Linked DNA regions of Gossypium hirsutum: region 1 is linked to region 2. Evidence: chromatin contacts called from public Hi-C data. All regions are on one chromosome and are shown on one strand. Each heading gives the region's core, a stretch centred on a gene start, on an enhancer-like site or on the middle of the called end of the contact. The rest is flanking DNA. Distances are from core to core; before and after follow the strand shown. Region 1 holds the start of LOC107945943 (AT-rich interactive domain-containing protein 1). Region 2 overlaps LOC107943015 (protein DETOXIFICATION 34).

Evidence for each region. Hi-C and Micro-C count contacts between places; a contact is called where the count stands out from the background.
Region 1: a Hi-C map of leaf shows a contact between it and region 2, with 2.5 times the contacts expected there. The contact joins the promoter of LOC107945943 here to the enhancer-like site in region 2. A contact is called at or near these places in 8 of 34 Hi-C or Micro-C datasets (anther, callus, leaf and 2 more).

What each region holds. Positions count from the first base shown.
Region 1 is chrD12:40,298,803-40,306,033 of Gossypium_hirsutum_v2.1, reverse strand. It overlaps LOC107945943 (AT-rich interactive domain-containing protein 1), which reads right to left and starts at 5,495. Exons shown (of 3, transcript XM_041107994.1): 1 at 5,488-5,495; 2 at 4,370-5,393. The coding sequence starts at 5,495.
Region 2 is chrD12:40,218,919-40,225,629 of Gossypium_hirsutum_v2.1, reverse strand. LOC107943015 (protein DETOXIFICATION 34) reads right to left here. Exons shown (of 7, transcript XM_016876747.2): 6 at 6,239-6,325; 7 at 5,726-6,155. The coding sequence ends at 6,072. Among protein-coding and RNA genes, the nearest start is that of LOC107943015, 7.9 kb to the right of the region's middle. Within about 2 kb of position 2,294, at least 1 of the 9 cell types and tissues checked has an H3K27ac peak or open chromatin away from gene starts, as enhancers often do. A contact at or near this core is called in leaf, where this site is marked.

The DNA of each region.
Region 1 (7,231 bases), core at 4,246-6,745, 77 kb before region 2:
ATGCATAAATTCTAAAAGAAACTTCAACCTGCAGACAATTTTTTATGATTAAAAAGAATGATAAAGCCAAACATGTCCGTAACTGATAATAAAATGAAAAAGGGATACTGATTTACCACTTATCCTTGAATAGATATGCAATTTTACCATAAGAAGTTTCGAATATCGATAAAAAACAATCACAAGTTTGACAAAAGAATATTATGTGAGAGTCTAACAAAATATACTACCTTCTAATTTTTTTTTAATCAAATTAGAGAGTACAACGGAAAATTGCAATCATGAGTGGTAGATTTAATCCCCAAAAAATAGTAGCATAGCTTTTGAATGACCACAAAGCCAGAAATTTCAATGTCAAAAAGAATTATTTGAGAGAAGTTAATGCAATGGTTTTCTTTAAAAAAGACAAACTACTTATACAACAATGTGGGTGAGGAACTGAATAAGAAAGGAAAAGAAAAAAGAAGTTATATACAAGTTAGAAATGAGAGAAAATGGAAAGTTACAGGTGAAATGGGTAATTTTATAAATTAAATAGCCCTAAATTTTGAAGATCATTAATGAAAATTAAAAACCTTACCACACGCACATGCACGGGGAAATCATGTATTTAAAACAAAATTTAAACAAAAAAACACACGAGACTAAAAATATTAAATGAATACAATTGTTTATTATTTTATCATCAATCTTGAGTTAATATCGAGTTAACTTATAACACTAATTCAATCAACAACATTATTAATATACACAAATATATAAAAATTTAGAACGCAGATATAAGTTATTAAAGTTTCAAATAAAAATTTAGAACGCAAATATAAAAATTTAAAATTGTTTTAGTTCAAATGATAAATGAAAATTTTTTTATATGCATGTCAAATCTCATGGATAATTTTTTATTGAATTATAAAAATATAAAAAGATTAAAATACCCACATAATCATATAATTTACTTTGCAAATACAATGGTTTGTTAGTAATTCCCTAACTGAGTTGGGATCAGGTTGATAGGTGACATCAACTCAATAAAAGGTTTAATTAATAGTATAGATATTTAAAATTTTATGTTAAATAACACTTACACCCTTTATCTAGTATTTTTCCAAAAAATAAGTTCTTTTTTGTAAGTTTCCAACCCATGACACCAAACTCAATCAGAGAAATTATATTAAGAATTGGGTAAAAAATTTATATAAAAAAAAGTTTATATATGAATCATTTTTATTAATTTCATATAAAAAGAAAAAATAATAATCTCATAAAAATATAACTTAATATATAGAAAATTATTTTAGTTATTTTTCAACTAAGTTGGTACATGTCTGACTAACTCGTAACATCAACTCAATCAAAAATTTAAATATAATATAAATAGATATTATATATAAAAGCCTTGATTGAGTTGATGTCATAAATTAACTAATCATCAACTCAATTATGAAAACATTAAAAGCCCATTTTTTTTAAATATAAACAATTATCATTGTAAAAGTTTGTTTGTGACTTTTAATATTTTATATAATATCATAAAAGAACTTAATAATCTTTTAGAAAAAAAAAGAGCTTCAAGCTTCAATCTTAATTTTTTTTCAATTTTTAAAATAACCATCCACTCCCATAAAAACAATTTCACTCAAAATAAAAAATAAAACCATCAATAATTTTAAAAAAAACTTATATACGATCAATTCTATCACACACGTATGCATGTAAAAGTTACGTATTTAAAATAAAGGGTGTGTTTAAAAATAACATACAATAACGTATGATTTGAAACTAATTAATAATAACACATGCAATATGTAAAATATTAGAATGAAAAAGTTAGATTAAATTAGGAATAAAATAAAATTTAAACACATGTTTTACGATATCTTAAAAGAACTTAATAATCTTTTAGAAAGAAACTTCATCCTAAAAATTTTACTATTTTTAAAAATAATTATCCACTTCCATGAAAACAATTTCACTCAAAATAAATAAAACCATCAATAATTTAAAAACTTACAAGTATATTAGAAATTCTATCACACAAGTAAGCATGTGAAAACAACAAATTTAGAATACAATGGTTTGTTTAAAAATAACATACAATAAATAATGTAATATATACTATATTAAAATGGAAAAATTAAATTGTGAGTAGAACGAAATTTAAACATATAAAAACATTAAATTAAGAATATTTTATACAATATCTTAAAAGAACTTAATAACCTTTTAGAAAAAACTTCATCCTAAAAATTTTACTATTTTTAAAATAACCATCCACTCCCATAAAAACAATTTCACTCAAAATAAATAAATAAAATTAGGGGTGAACATTCGATCGAATCGAGTGAAAAAATTTCAAATTAATCGAGTTGACGATCATCCTAAATCGATTTGAAATTTTTCGAATCGAGTCGAGTGAAATTGTTCAAGTTAAATTTAAAAAAAAAACGATTTCAGTATAACTAATTTCATGTTAGAGCATATAAATTTAAAACCATATATTTTTGAAAACCTTTTTAAAGCAAAATAATAAAAAAAAATACTATGATAAAGTTGAACTATTAATTAATTTATTTAGATCCCAAAATTATTATTTTAGAAAATTTTTAATTTTTTAACTTCATATATTTTTTAGAATTTATTTTGAAATTTTTATAAATATTTTGAATTTTAAAAATCATTTTAAATTTTTGAAAATTATTTTGAATTATTTTATAATTTTTGTTGAGAGAAACCAATATGCTCATTTTTAAACTTGACAGAGACCAAAAAGGTATTTATACCAATCTATTATTCGAATTGTAAAATTCAACTCGATTCAAACTCGAAACTCGAATTACTTATTCGAATTGACTCGAATAATTCGAATAATACAAAATTTAAAAAAAAATCAACTTTTTTGAATTAGATCGAGTTTTGCTCAACCCTAAATAAAACCATAAATAATTTAACAAAGTTACATGAAAATTTATAATTTTTATTTTTTACAAAATATGTATGAAGCATAAGAATTTTTTTGTTGAAGCATAAGAATTTTTTTGTCACCCATATAGTGAAGCAAGTTAATCTAGCATAGATAACATAGGTAAAAATATTTTAATTATAAATTAATGGTCATTTTCTTTCTCATTTCACCGCAACCACTATGTTTGCATCCATACAACAAAGTTCATTATTGATTTTAATCCATACAACAAAGTTCATTATTGATTTTATTCTCTCTACTACAAGGCTCGCCACTATTTTTAATTACACCGCGCATTCAAGTAGAGAGACAAAATGAGACTAAATGAAAAGTGAACAAAACTCGATTCGATTTGAACAAATCAAAAAATAAATTCGAATTTCGAGTTAATTGAATTGAGTTATTCAAATTAATTGAGTTGAATTTTACAATTCAAATAAATCGAATAATTCAAATAACAGATTGATGTAAATATCTTTTTGTCCTTGTCAAGTTTGAAAATGAGCAAATTGATAGAAATAAGACTAATCAAAAAAATGAGCAAATTTAACATGTTTAATTTTTTAATTTAACTCAAACAATTTCATTCGACTCAATTCAAAAAAAATTCAAATCGAGTTAGGATGATAAAATAGGACTAATCAACTCGATTAACTCAAAAAATTTTCACTTAATTCTATCAAATGCTCACCCCTGAATGAATGTGATGAAATATGACTCACAGAAACAACCTAAATCTAAGGACATACAGAGTGATGAATAGATATGTTTAGAACAATCATGTTAAAAGTAACACAGAGGCCCCTTACTAAGAGTCAAATTAAATTTTGCACTATTTATTAAAAAAATGAATAAATTAATCTTTAAACGTTAGAATAAAAGGCAAACTGATCATTTCTATTAAAATTTCATCAATTCTTACAGTTAAAAATTGGTGAAACAGTTACACGTGACGTGCCACCTGCATTTCATGTTGACGTACATGAACCAATTTTTAAAAGTAGAAATAAAAGAAATTTTTAATAGAACCAGTTTGCTATTTAATCTAAGTTACATGGACTAATTTACTCATTAGTAGATGTGCAAAATACAATCTGACTCATAATATAAGGGCCTCTCAGTACTTTTATCAACAATGGCTAATTTTGCTACTTTCCTTTTCTAGCACCAAGATGGATGGCATGCAGCTGATCTTATTAATCACAAGGAAGTAAAAATGAATAATGGAGCATTTTCAAGCAAACTACCACCACAGCATTCAATGAAATTGAAATTTAAGAATGATATAAATTATTCTAAGATCAATTAACAAAATAAACAATAAAAGGAACAGGTGATAAGTAAATTAACATCTAGCTTGAATTAATGAATAAAATGCAGGCAAGCTTAGAAAAGGGTGATACGTACCTGCAAATTGGACTGGCCAGCACTTGAACTATCATCCTTTCTGCCAAAGGCAGCTTCCCGAAACAATAAAACCTGCTTCCAAAGTTCTTCACTCCCATAAGCCGTCCATTTTGAACTCTCTGGTAATGAACCAACCACCAAAGCACAAGGATCCTTTGCAACCTCGTTAACCCAATTAAGCATTTCCCATGTAGAATCCCGTTTTCTCTTATGAGATGAAAAGTTTTCCTTAATGCTGTTTGAATCTAATATCATAACATCATCGTCATCAACAATATCCGTGTATTGCTTACATTCAACACAATCCTCATCCTCGTTACACATTGAGTTGGTTGCACTTTTCGCCATATCGGAAGGCATATCATCTACATCGATTAAAATGAACCTCTTTTCACACTCCGAATCAACCACTGTACTCTTTAGATCATCATCATTCTGCAAATTTTCAACCAACGTACTCTTGAGATCATCATCATTCTGCAAATTTTCAACTTCCTCATAACGTAAAACCCTCTTTGTCAAATCGATACGCATAGATTCCTCCCCTTTTACACATTTATCTCCTCCATCTGACCCTGCCACTATACTCTCCTCAACTTGTGAATATTCCATAACTTTCTTCTTCGATTCCAACAAAAACCCTTTAAGCTCAGCTCCCAACTCCATCAAATGACCACTACAATTCGATTCAATCTTCGAGTCTTCACTTTGAAAAAATTGTTCCAACCATCTCTCTAATGAAACTAAGTACTTAACATAAACTAACTTAAGCGATGAAGCCACATTTAAATCAAACCCAGATTCTTTAGCAACCAAATCCCATAACCCACTGTTTGAAACAGCATTGTACCCACCATTCTCACTTACAACCAAGAAAAGCTTAAACAAATCCACAGGTTGCCCATCTGCAAGCAATGGAGGAAGAGGCCGATAGCAACCTTGGGCACAAACCTCTTTTAAAAACAACCCAAGAAACTTGTTAAACCAGAACCTAATCTTATCAGGTTCAGATTTCAAAACAATCCTTCAGAAAAGGGATCGAGATCGACCAAAGCTGGCTCGAGTTTTTCTAGGGTTTTAGCGCAATCTAGTGAAGACCATCAGCTCTCATAGACCACCCTGCCATGGATTTCGAATTCAAAACCTAAAAACAAATAATTCTTTGTATATTTGTATAATCATTCATTCTTTCACCAAAAACGCAAAATAAATAAAATTTTGGGGGACCAAAACGAAATAAAAACAAACTTAAAAAAAAAACTCACAACTGAAATATTTAGATTTTAAATACCAACTAAACATCTGGGGTCTTGCATGCTATCAATTTTTTGGCGGAAAAAAATGAAAATTAATCATCTAGGGTTTTGATTTGTGAATTTTGGTTTGTCCCGCGCTTTCTCTCACTTTCTCTTAATTGCAGATGGAGCGAAAAGAGGAAAAAAGGATTTAGAACTTTTCTTCAGGGGCTAAATTACAAGGTTTTACAGATACAAACCCTTGAATAGAAAATCCAAGATTCTCAAACAATTTTGAATTTATCTTATAAAAATTTAGACTAATTAAACAAAAAATTTCAAAAATAAAGAGAGAAAATTGAAAAATAAACATACCAGTATTATATTTTTTCCTTTTGGCCCCTTTGGGGTGTGAAAATAAGCAAGGATTTTCGATAGCCCCTCCCTTTAGACTCCCTTTGCCTTTGGGGTTTTTTTTCTTTTTCACCCCTCAAATTCTCTCTTTTGCTACTTTTTTTCTACCCTTTTCTTTTTAGGGTTTTTTATTAAGCCCCTCTCTTTTTGCTATTTTTCTTCTCTCTCTTTGGGTTTGTTTTTTTCAAATCTTTAAAGAAAAAAAACTCTTTGGGGGTGAATAATGAATGTGTTAAATATATATATAGGAGAGAAAAAAAGTATGGGCAAGTTTTTGAGTAGGGTTTCAAACAGTCCCCCACCCCCAAACCCTTTATTTTATACTAGCTATTTGTCATGATTGGTTAACCTTTGGTTAATTAATAACCATGGGTTGAGGGGATAGTTTGGTAATTTAAAATCTCAAGAATAATAAAAGTTTTTGAGGAAATAAAGTTTGAGAAATTTTCAAATACTTTTTTATAAGTTTTTTAAATCTCACAAGTGGGTAACAATTCGTATCTTTTAAAGTATAGTAAAAATAAAACTCGTTAATATTTGAGAAGCATCGTGATTCGAACCTCGTTAGAAGTCTTAGTTAGTGATAGATCTGAAACCATCGGCTTTCTTTAAAATATAATCTAACTATTAGATTGTTTTTATTAGTTTTCTTTAAAGCTTTTTCTCATTAATAGTCTTATTTGGTGAGAGATTCAAAATCAACACAATTAATTCTCTTTAGATCTTGAGTTGAAGCAACCTTCTTTCCTTATAAATATTTTTGTGAATATTTTAACTAATGAAAATTTATACATGAAATCTTTTTTCTTAGATATTTATAAATTTGTGATACAAATTCTGTTAGTGATTTATGGGGAGAGATTCACTTATACAAGTTTTACACCATTCCGTAACTTTTATATGAGTAATATTTTAACAATCTAACCGTTAAATTTATTAATATAATAGTACTTGTCATGCATATAAGTTTTTGAGCCAATCAGATATCTTTATCATATTGATCTAAAATATTGTCTATATTAATATACATTCTGTTGTTTTTTTTTATTTTTTTATTTATGAATTTGAAATAATTTGTGTTTATACAAATTTAAAAAAAATTTAAACTAGATATTTGTTATTTAGTTTTAAAATTGGATATACATATTTATCCTTATCTTCATGATTTTATTTATATACCCATATAAAAAAATATCAAACACAGAAGAGATTT
Region 2 (6,711 bases), core at 1,045-3,544:
TACTTGAGACCCGCTATGCACCAAGACTCACTTATTTCTCACCATCTAGCTTTTGACCCTTAACCCAAAATCAACCCAAAATTTTAACGCCCCAAAACCCGGTCTAGAAGTTTATACTGGATCTCGGAGGTCACATTGATCATCGAAGCTATCGTAGAAAAACTTTACCAAACGTGCTATCCAAAAGTCTAGTTACAAACACACTGTGCCAAATTCAAATAAAACGTTCAATCATTTAAAAATTCAAACGGATACTTTAGGTTATGTTTAAAATATTTGAGAACACAAATCCGCAGTCTCTGAAATTCAGTCCAAAATAAAATTTTTGAAAACCCAAAACAAAACTCATACCACAGTTTTTATAATTGTTTACGATAAAAAATGGCTTAACAAAAATAAGAACTGAGAAAAGAATCGATTAGCTCATTTCAAAATATGTCACTTCAAGACCTCTGGTATACCGAGTCCAGCTTCAGTTATGAGAGTACCTGAAAGGGAAAACTAATGGGGTGAGCTACATGAGCTCAGTGTGAGTCCGAAACTAAACGTAAGAAGCAAAAGACGAAGAAATAAACCAGAATGCTCTAAAACATTATCCGAACAACCAATCAGAAATACAAAATATGAATACAAAATTAACAAGCCGCGTATACCAAATTTCAATCACACACAATACTTAACCACACAAGACTAAGTACTTTAGTGGATACAAACCAGTACATGCACCCCAACATTCAGACAAACAACATGTAAACAGATGCAAATGGTATGTAACAAGTCAGAAAATAATCCCACCCATCCAACCAAACACCTCTCCGTCCCCTGTTCACACCATGAATGAGCTGTAAGAAGCTCAACCAACCATGCACACCACATAGGACCTCGAAAGGCCCATCCAACCTTACACACCACGTATGTAGACTAGGCCGCTCAGATGATAATATGCAGCAGAACTGACATATATGTAGTACAGTGCGGTAAACCGCAGTACTGATGAGTTGCAATTAAAACTGTCAAAATAGAACAAATCAGACTTCTTTCTCTTCGCAACCAAACCCAAAAATTTAATGCAAATGCAAAAAAGCACACCATTTGAAGACAAATATACAGAAACATGATACAGAATCAGAAATTTTATGCGAATGCTTGTATGCAAATAGATTATTAACTAACTTACAGAAACAATACACACAACTTGCGAATATTTATACTTCAGTCAAATAGAATCAGAAATGCACATAAAGAAATGACCAAATTCACAATCAGAGGTCACAGTACCTAACTACTAGGTAACATCACTTAGGCAAGTCATTAAGTTAGTGCTATGCTAACAATTAACACGTAAATTCGAGCCAAACGGAGTCTCGGCTACTCTTGCTAAGGCCTAGCCAAAGGTCGAAACACACAGGAATACGAAATAGTCACAATCCGACTCGGAATAAAAATTTGCGAAAATAGGGCCACACGGCCGTGTGCCCGGCCATGTGGAAATGCATAAGTCGTGTGGGGTCAACACATCCATATGAAGGAGACACACGCCCGTGTGAAAGGAAGCACATGGCTGTGTGACTATGACACACGCTTGTATGACCCAGGAGCATGGCCGTGCAGACAGCCCGTGTAACTCTTTGTCCATTTGTGCTAAAATAAAGTGCAGGGCAGACACGACTGTGTGGAAGCCTCACACGCCTGTGTGCCCACGAGACACGACCGTGTGTCCAGAACACACGCCCGTGTGAAAATTGACTAAAATCCTCAAATCAGTCACATGGCCATACCAAAATTTGCCCCAAAACCCTAATTCTCAAATACACACGATCGTGTGGGCACATGTGTAGTCATGAAACCAGCTCGAAATAGACTGCAAATTGTAAATTTCATCCCCAAACACTTCTTAACCTCAAATAATTCAGAAACATACTATAGTAAACTAAATTTGATGCAATCTAATATCGAAACAACGTTATGACTGCACCATTATCGAAACACACGAATTTGCCAAATCTCACCGCCTTTCGACACCAAATTAAACAATTCACAAATAAAATCGAAGAGTTCTGCACCCACACCTAATTTCGTGATCAAAGCACCACATCTTTGATCTGGAACTCAATTACCCACCTCCCGAGACCGTATTGAAGGAAATAGTAAAATCTCACCAAACAAAAAAACAAAAAAAAAATTGGAACCAAAGAAAATGGAAAAATCTCACGTGAGGAAGAGGGAGAGAAGAAACTGACAAGAAAATGGGAGAGAGGAACGTGAGAAAATCACTAAATGCCTATCACATCAACCCTTTCGTCCATAAGAAGCATTAAATGCCATTGGATCATCATAGTCTGCTTCTTCGTCAGCATGGTCTCCATTATCGTCACCATAAACCATTTGAGAATGTTGCATGATATTTCTTCTGGATTAAGTCGTTCTCTTGAGACGATATGTAAATTCTCTCGATGATAATAACTGATGCAAAGAAGTTTTATTACATATCGTCTTCCCAAAAAACTACACAAGTTAAAAGATAAAAATTATAAATTGTCACTTTTTTCACTTAAATAATTAGAATTTTCAAAAATAAAATCAGAAAAGACCTTTAAAATAATTATAGTAATTAAGAAAGAAATTATGTTCTCTCTAAAATAAGGAATGCTTTGACAGTGAAATAGCTTTGTTATTTATAGTGTAGGATTAAGAAATATTATTATCGATTGAGTCTTAACTTGGTTTGCATTGGTATTAATGTCTATATAAGAGAATGTGGATTCGAGAGCGAGCGCACTGAAGCGCATTTATCCTCCTATTGAAGGGTTGAAGAAAGACTATGGGTAATTTTAGGTATTTTTATAATAAAAAACTATTTCTAAATATAATGAAATTTAAGGAGCTATATTTAGATTTTAGAGAAGCCATTTCATCACTTATTTGAAAGCTAAACAAACAAAAAGGGTGCACACATATTTCTTTAATAATCTTTACTAATCTTTTTACAAATTTTAATAATTTTTCAAATTTTTTTTATAATTATTTGGTATTTTTAATATTTTTTAAAATTTCTAATAATTTATTATATTTTATAATTTTTATAATATTTATAATATTTTTCGGCAAAATTTTTTAGTATTTTTCATTTTAAAAGATTTTTTGAACTTTTTTTGATTAATGATGTCATAGTATAACATAGGGCAATTTATGGGGAAAATTACCAAAAAAAGTCCTATTTTTTAAAAATTTACCGAAATGGGCCCGGTATTTTATTATTTACCGGAATGGGCCATTTTTCCCGAAATTGCGTCCACGTCAGCGCGATGTTAGGGGACGTGTCAGAACATCGCGTCCATGTCAGCGCGCTTTGCTTACGTGGACACAAATCGCGCCTACGATGACGCGATTTGCTGACGTGGATGAACAGTTTATGTTTTTTAGCTTGGAAAACTTTGAAAAGCCATAACTTTTGGCTCGGTTGTCCGATTGAGACGATTTTTTTTATTTCGAATAACTTTTCGAGATCTACGCGCTGACAAACAGTCGAAGGCGGTTTGCCACAGTTTTCGTCGAAAAAGATCCTTTTTTGCCCCTAAATTTTGATTTTTTCGGTTTAAAATTGAATTTTGAAATATTCAGATCATTATTTTCCTTATTTATTTGAAGTAAACACCGGATTTTTTTTACAGAATTGTTGTATTATTTTTTCTGATTTGACACGTGTATGGAATAGGTCTGATAAATCGTTAGAACGTAAGTAATATAATTAAGATAATAACAGTATTTCTATAATATGTCAATTAATTAGTTTGGCTTAGTTGGTTAAGATGCTTGCTCTTTTCCCTTAGTATCTTGTTGGAAACAATTTTGAATCTTTTTTGTACTTGTTGCTATTGCTGTAATATTGAAGAGTTAATTGATTAAAACAATAAATACAAGTACAAAAAGATTCAAAAATTATTTTTTCAAAATACCGAAAAAGTCCTATTTTTTAAAATTTATCGAAATGGGCCCGGTATTTTATTTTTTTGACCGTTGGGTACTGTTCACGCGAGGGCCGAAATTGCGTCCACATCAGCATCTCGCACTGACGTGGACGCTATTTCCTGACGCGTACCCTGACATCAGGCTGATGTGGACGCGATTTCCCGGAAAAAGGACCATTCCGGTAAATAATTAAAAAATGGGCCCATTTCGGTAATTTTTGAAAAAAAGGGCTTTTATTGGTAAATTGCTCCAATTTATATTAGTTGAATATTCCAACTATTTTTTAACATTCAAAAGGACTAAACTAAAATTTTTTGATAATATTAGGGATTGAAGTGGGCTCAAAAAACTTTAAAGACCAAAGTGAGAAAAACAGTATACTTTAGGGACTAAAATGTGCATTAAACCAAAATAAAATTAAAACGGGTCTGATATGCAATTCATTGGAAAAGTAGGGGTCAAAGTCTAATATCAAAACCTTACCCAAACAACTGGCGGTAGGTCCCACAAATTCTTTTTGGCGGTTTTTTTATTTATTAAGTTTGACTGTTTACCTCGTTTAACTTTTGGTTTCGTACAAAGATTCACCAATAATTAATAACTCATCATTTTTTTTAAAGGAAATACATGGCAATTGTATTAAGAGTTAAATTATATTTTATTTTTTATTTAAGAAATAAATAAATTAGTTCTTTATGTTATATCAAAGAGCAAATCAATCTTTTTTGTTAAAATTTTTATTTATTTGTATTGTTAAAAATTGATGTGATTGATGAAATAATCAGATAATGACACATAACGTGTCATATGTACCTCATACTAATGTACAAAGACCAATTTTTAATAGTAAAAATTGACAGAATTTTTAATAAAATGACTAATTTGATCTTCAATCTAACGTGTAGTGATTAATTTATTTATTTTTTAAGTAGAGGAGGTAGAATACAATTCTATTTTTAGTATAAGGGTCTCCATAGTACTTTTATTATTATTTTTAAAAATATTTATACAGAAATTATAGAAAAAAATCCAGTGTTTAGAGAACAATAGGTTTAATAAAGGTAGTAATTTTTTTAGAGATTAGTTTTTTTAAAAGATAAAAAGATCCAAAACAATAATTCTAATAAGTTACTAGTGAGCCTTTGGTATTAGAAAATTTAAGATCCCATATTCGAGTTTTACGTCGTGTAAATGTGAGTTAAATGGTGAGAATTTTTATTATTTTCTCAATTAAGTAAAAAGAAAATGAGTCAAGCTCTCAACAATTTTGTTACCTTTTAGGAATTTTTTTCAATTGAAGAAATGTTGTGAGAGAGTTTATAGCTAAAATTTTGTATTATACATTATAAGATTAGGAATGAAGACATAAGAAAAAATAGCCAAAATATTAAACTAAATTCAACATCAATGAGAATTGAAGTCTGGAATCAGACTTAAATAAATAAAAAGAAACTCGATATATATGGGATTTGGAATCAAAAGTTAGACTTATTAGATGAAATTTTGTTTCCTTGTCCCCTCCTTATTTCCAAGGAAAATCGATAATCAGAACTCTATACTATGCTCGATTCCCATGACTGTCGAGGTACTAAAAAGATATATTATGAAAAGTAATAAAAATAAAATTATTGGATTATCTTAATTGAATTTTCAAAACTTAATCACTAAAATAAGAAAATGTTGAGTTTTTTTTAAAAATCATAGTGGGATTATATCAAAATTTATATCATAATTTAAACAAAAATAATGGTAAAAGATGAAAATAATATTAATTCATAAAATAGTTTAGTTACATTATCTTAATCAAGCAATGTGTGATTTAATTTTTACTAAATTTGATATATAGCTACAAATTGTTATCTAAAATGTTTTCTTTTTGGTAACCAAGCCTACTAGCTATATACATGTATGTTCTCATGTAGTATTTTGCATTTGGCTAAATTAAAAAAAAAATTGTAGAAAACTATACGTGAAGGCTCTAAAAGCAAAGGAACCCAATCTAAAAATGGTACAAAAATTGTACAAATTAAGTTTTTGTCGAGGGATTTCAACAAAAGTTTACGAAATGTCGTTCGTTTGTAAAAGTTGGCAATCTTAAATATTTAGTGGGAAAAGTTATATCCTTTATTTTCGGAGACTTGCAGTTCAGTTCCCCATTGCTGCATTCGTTCAGATGCTTGTTCAACCTTAAAAAAAAATTCCTTTATTATTAGATTTTATGAACTTAACTCAAAATATCCATTAATGTTTTAGGAGAAGAATGCCCCACCTCTGTGTTCCAATTAGTTTGATAGATAATGTACAAGAGGATCAATGTTTGCAAGAATGTCCCACAAATCATGCCAACCCAAATTCCCTGCAAAATTAAGCTTTCAATATTATTATTACTAAATTCCATCATCATGTTCATGTGATCTGTAGATGAATGGGTTAATTCCATCAAGTACGCTCCCATCCTTAAATTTTATAGTGGTTTAATTGAGTTTCAAAATATGATAATTGCATTAATCAAGTCCCTTTGTTGATCTAACTATCAATTTAAGCATTAAATACAAGTTCAAATATGATGTGAAACATATTTAAAATATTTAAAATAAATTATAAACATGTGTATACCTACTGCATGGATAATTTCGATATGATGTATTGAAAAAAATGTTAACGAAATTCAAGAGTCTGTTATTTTTCTTTTAAACATGTCATAGTCAAGTTGTTTATGTAAATAGACTCCATGTTAAACTT